Regions from separate parts of the Capsicum annuum genome. Here region 2 is linked to region 1. A link is a contact called in public Hi-C data. All regions are on one chromosome and are shown on one strand. Each heading gives the region's core, a stretch centred on a gene start, on an enhancer-like site or on the middle of the called end of the contact. The rest is flanking DNA. Distances are from core to core; before and after follow the strand shown.

Region 1 (2,845 bases), core at 197-2,696:
ATAATCTACGGTGAATCATTACTATTATTTTTTTTCTTTACACAATATCGTTGCAGTTAAAATATCAAATTTATACTTCAAGGTTAGCCGCCAAAATATTAAATGTCTCGTCAAGTCTTAAAGTATGGTGTATTTTGTATGTAACAAAATTTTATTAAATTTAAATCCGTACAAAATTCAAATTATATTAAATTCAAAATATATTAATCCCAAATAAATATTGCGGATTAATATAATTGAATTAATTATTTAAGTTCAAATAGATATAGATTTAAATGAGCCCAAAATTTATTGGGTTAGTCCAGTAATTTGGGCTACAAATATGGAGTCCACTTTGCTAACCCCAAGATATTGTCATAGGCCCAAATAAGCACCACATGTCAAATGACGTGGCACGCTAAGTCAAGTGAAGGAGCCAATAGGACCATGCCACATGACAAAATGATGCAGCAGGCCCATAAAATCAAATCTGATTGATCAAAGGAAGTTCTCTTCATCATGACTCTCCCTTTTCTACAACTATAAATAGGGGTGTCATAATTCAGAAAAAAGGCCCAGAACTCTAACAAGTATCAAGAGAAAGTTCGTGGATCAAACATCGCAATTTCTCTAAAAAGCTCAAACATTCAAATCAAATTCATTAAAGTTCAAGATCAAGACCGCAATATTCAAAAACAAGCTCAAAAGCTCTTGAATTCAAGCACAAGTCAAGATCAAGTTTCAATTCAAAATCAACCTTTAAGCCCTTGAATTTATATTTGAAAAGGCAAATCAGAGAATTCATAGAGATTGTAACACACGCATTGAAATCAGTAAAATCGATTGTTGCAATATTTTCTTGTTTTGAATTATTTATTTTTCAGCCTCGAGAATTTTATTGTCCAACAGGGGTTTCTTTCGTTTTTTTTTTTTTGAAAAAAAATGTTATATATATAATTTCTTGTCATTTAAAATTGACGTGTCATCCTACGTGTAGTCAATTGCATTACACATTAATTGATCGAGAAAAAAATTTAAGGATTCAGTTGGCAAAGAAGTGAGTCGGAGGGTTCAGAATATAAAAGCATACATACTAGTATGGGTGTTTATCACATCATTTTGCCGCCTTTTTTTGTTTTCCTTTCGAAGTTTTAATTTTTCATGAACACAATCTCTGTTCATTTGACTACCTACCGCCCTCCGTTAGATTAGATGATAGTGAACACGCTACCGAGTTGATATTCAACTCCAGTTGGCAAGGGAAGCAAAATTTGAGGGCATCTGGCAAGAAGTAATTTTCTTTCTAGAATAGTAAATCTAAATAAATATTGGTTCCCAAAGAATTAAAACTGATTGACAACGCAGGCATAAATCATAAACTCTAGAATACACGATACTCAGAAGCGAATAAACCTAAGTAGAAATTGAAATGAAGAGATTACAGACATAAAAACTTACTCTCGAACACCAGAAAAGCTTAAGTTGGTATACATTATGATAGATGCCAACTTGATGAAGGGAAAAAAATGATAGATGCTAACTTAAGAAGAAAAAAAGACTAATAGTGACAAAGCAAGCTATGCGCCACTTTGTAGAGCACGTTATTTTCCTTCTCTTTACAACTCTCCTCTTTGGATAAGTCCACGGTTTTTGAGAAACTCAACTGTAGATTGAAGATATTTGTTATCAGAGCTCAAAGACAACTTGGCAGTTTCGACCAGCTTGGAGCAAATATCTGATGCTCCTTGACATACCTGCTTAGCAAGCATTCTAGGATTAAACAAGGGAACATTGACTATTTACTTGCATCAAACAATCCAACATTTTAACGTCTGTCCGTAAGAGATACGAGAAACTTGAAAAAAGGCTTTTTTTTATTTCGTATATATTTGGTACTGATACCAATTTGAATGTCTTGGATATTAGGTGCAGTTTAGATGCCAATCAGAACATGAGGTCCTTCAGTCCAAAATTTCAGAAAAAAACAAGAACTCTTACTTCAAAAGAAGATGCAATAGCATTGCAAGCATCAAGTGCAAGATTTGCTCCGGCAGCCTTCAAAGACATTATGCAGACTTAGCTTAATAATGGTCCCCTTATTCTTGTATCTTTCATGGAAGAGCAAAGGATAAACAAGATGTTACCTGGATTGGTTCTTGTAAAATAGTATCGATTAAGCACTGAAGAAGAACAACAGGAAATGAAAGAAACTCTTGCAGATATTGTTGATCACAATAGAACAAAGAGTCATTGCCTTTAACCTGGATGCATGACAAATCAAAACTGAGAGGGTAAATGCACTATAACACTTGTGAAAGAAAGAATTATGTAGAAGGTTGTTCCCTTTTTAGGACAATCTTTCGTATATCCGCCATTTATTAACATAGAGTACCAGAAAGTGCAAGTCGTTATGCCCACAACAACAAGTATAACCGCCAATCAGACCTTTCTCAAAAGAAAAAGCATATTTATAACCGGCAGCTCGTTCCAGTAAACAAAATGTCCACATCTATAGTTTCTCATCCAACCAGTAAATAAAATGGCCACATGTAGAATTGCCAAATATGACTGAATGTCAATGGCGCTTCTTTGTTTATCAAGTTGAATTCATGCACCATGCCGCATACCCATTGTAAGGGCCACTCAAGATGTGGTCGGGTAGGTAGCCAAATTTTAGAATTGTCTGAGTCATAAAAAATAAGAGAGAAATGACGATGTATTCAAGACACTTTTTTTATAGGTGTCGAACACAATACATGATAATTCTCCGGTGCGAGACAATATCTCTAACAGTACCTCTGTAATAGAAAATCATTCTCATTCCCTCTCTCTCCGCTTACCACCCTCTCATCAGCAGTTTTAGCAA
Region 2 (2,852 bases), core at 107-2,606, 160 kb before region 1:
CTTCTAAGTACCCCCATCATTAATCCTCCTCAGGTACTTGTCCTTATTGAGTCTACAAGGTTTGAAATTTGCCGTAGAGCTATCTCACCATTGATGTTTGCTGCTTGACTTTGTAGTCCGCTATCTTGGGAATGCATTCAATAGTAAATCGCCCAATGGTTGTTGGAGGCAACATTGTTTCAAGACCAATGATGTACATTGCGCTGACATATGACCATAGGCTGATTGATGGAAGAGAGGCAGTATACTTTTTGAGAAGGATCAAAGATGTGGTAGAAGATCCACACCGCCTGCTCCTTGATGTTTGAAGATAGATATACAACCATCTCTGACTTTTCATTTGATTTTCGTGGTATACCCGAGTGTTAGCGCAAGCTAAAAACCAGAATAAACAGTAAATTTTGTCAAAGTTATTGAGGCCTTTGACATTGCTCGTCCCTGATTATTTAATCAAGTTGCAACCATCTATACTTCAGACATGCAAATAGAGCTATGTAACAATTTAATCTCTTTCCCTGATAAATCCTTTCCCACAACTCATTACTTTTTCATGACACCCAATTAGCAAGGAGGGATAATTTATTGCTTGAATATATTTCACCAGTTTGAACTGTTTTTATGCACTAAGTTTCATCTTACGTAGTTTCTTTGGTACCCGTCTTCTTGATCTGAGGCAAATGCCCTTTCTTAGAACTGTACTGGTAGCCTTGATTGGAATTCTGCTTTGTTTCAGATTCATCCATACAACAATTATTGGTTTTGTTACAGGGCAATTCATGATTTATTATGTGCCTCTATATCTAGCATTGGTGGAACGCATACATCAACTGTTGTAACTCTACAATATGTTTTGGAACAGTGACAGAGACTATTTTAACAATGGATCTATTACTAGAGATTAAATGCATAACCTCAACCCTTAACGTGTATTCTTGAACAATCTTCATAGGTCCCAAACCATTCTTAGAAAGGGCTGCTCCCTCCTATATTAAAGAGAAAAAGAATGAGGTTTCATTGAATGGACGTTCATTAATCTTTCCTTCTCTCTGCATCCTAGGATGAACTGAGTTGAGGTCTAAAAGAAATAAGGAGCAGAGCAATTAGCGTAAAAAGGAATAAGGGCCATACTACATAAGCCTCTTTTTCTATACATTTTCTTTATCTATAATTGTCATTTTTATGAATTTTAGTTTGAGATCAGGGGACATCATTTTTGTGTGTTTATTATTTCATCACCAAGGCATCTTAAAAGTGAAACGTATTGTGCTTGATGCAATTGTGAGTGTCTTTGTCATTTGTGGTGATTGCAATGGAGAAGGAATTGGAGGATGTGCAGACAGAATCTTTTGCAGGTTGGGTTTTCATGGACTGATATAAAGCTGTGCGATCTTTTCTCTTAGAGAGCAAGGATAAAGATGACAAATTTTCGCCGGAGACGTATTTGGCTTTTAAAGGAGAAAATTTGGCTAATAAGCCTTTCAATTTTCAATTAGCAAAATAGCCTAATTCTACTTTCTCATTTTAAAACAAAATAAAAAAAATAACTTTAAGAAAGAATTAAACTACAATAACACATTAAAAATTATGGGATTTATTTGCAAATATATTTAAAATATAAAACGCTAATTCATTTTTTCAATTTGTTTCTTCAATTTTTAAATTTTAAATTACTTTTTTTCCCTCTCCCTAACTTTTTTCTCCTCCATTCTTACTAAAGACTCATTGTTTCTTCAATTTTTCAATTTCAAATTACTTTTTTCCTAACTTTTTTCTCCTCTATTCTTACTAAAAACTCATTGTTTCTTCAACTTTCTCCTTTTTGAAGCTAGTATTTTATTCCTAAATGTTCTATCTCCTCTCAAATTTGTAAATTTTCTACTCTCCTTTAATTTTAGTTCATTTTATTTTTCAAAAAGAAAAAGGTTTGTATATATATGTATGTAATTGATTGGATCAATAATTGATCTGTCCATATATCGATCGTATCGATAATAGATCTGTCCATCGAAAATCAGGTTTTGGGCTAATTTGTAAAATGTGTAAAAGCTTTGGTGAAAGGGTTTTGTTTTAATTCTGTAAGTTGGTGATTTGTAGACTAATTTATAACTTTTAAAACTTGTAAAGAATTTTTAAATCACAAATAAATTAAAAATTTCAAAAGTAGGTCATTTTTCTAAAATAAAACAAAAACTTATAATCTATTTAATTAAAAAAAGACTTGAAAAAGCCATTTAACAAAAAATCTCATTTTAAAGCGGCGAAGATATATATTGACAAGGTTCAAGACATCCTTAACGCTAAAGATGACTTGAAAATGTTCACCTTTCATTTATTGGATCAAATTTGTTCTTCGGTCCTAACATTATTTTAAGTTTAAAATTGTTCCTTTATTAATGGTGCGGATATATAACACTAAATTGAGCATAAATTATATAATATCATACCTTAATTACCATTATTACTTACAATTTCAGTCCCTTAAAATAATTACAAAAATCCTTGATTTCCCTTTCTCTCTCTAAAAGGGTCGATACGTTACCCCAAATCTCAAATCCAAAATATCACAAAGAAAAAAAAATCTCTTTGCGCAACATAGTGGACCCCTCTTTCTCCCTTCTCCTCAACTGTGACTACCACCACCTAAACCCCACTGCTCAGCTCATCTATCCAACTACCACTAGCAGCTCCGTCCATCCCTTTCACCCATTCAAGTTGTAGCTCCGACGAGGAGCTCCAGCTCTGATGAATCGCAACGAACCACGACGCAGCAATAACGAAATCAGCTGAGCTCTAACGAGGTCAAACCAACCAACATAACGGCGAGCTCGTATACGACGAATGTATATACAAAT

Evidence for each region. Hi-C and Micro-C count contacts between places; a contact is called where the count stands out from the background.
Region 2: a Hi-C map of leaf shows a contact between it and region 1, with 3 times the contacts expected there. The contact joins two enhancer-like sites. A contact is called at or near these places in 2 of 5 Hi-C or Micro-C datasets (leaf and placenta).

Annotation. Positions count from the first base shown.
Region 1 is chr3:162,913,557-162,916,401 of UCD10Xv1.1, reverse strand. It overlaps LOC107853073 (VPS35 endosomal protein-sorting factor-like), which reads right to left. Exons shown (of 24, transcript XM_047408423.1): 22 at 2,124-2,240; 23 at 1,978-2,034; 24 at 1,255-1,733. The coding sequence ends at 1,596. Among protein-coding and RNA genes, the nearest start is that of LOC107853073, 96 kb to the right of the region's middle. Within about 2 kb of position 1,446, at least 4 of the 5 cell types and tissues checked have an H3K27ac peak or open chromatin away from gene starts, as enhancers often do. A contact at or near this core is called in leaf, where this site is marked.
Region 2 is chr3:163,068,770-163,071,621 of UCD10Xv1.1, reverse strand. It overlaps LOC107853074 (dihydrolipoyllysine-residue succinyltransferase component of 2-oxoglutarate dehydrogenase complex 1, mitochondrial), which reads left to right. Exons shown (of 15, transcript XM_016698090.2): 14 at 1-33; 15 at 117-627. The coding sequence ends at 308. Among protein-coding and RNA genes, the nearest start is that of LOC107853074, 8.9 kb to the left of the region's middle. Within about 2 kb of position 1,356, at least 4 of the 5 cell types and tissues checked have an H3K27ac peak or open chromatin away from gene starts, as enhancers often do. A contact at or near this core is called in leaf, where this site is marked.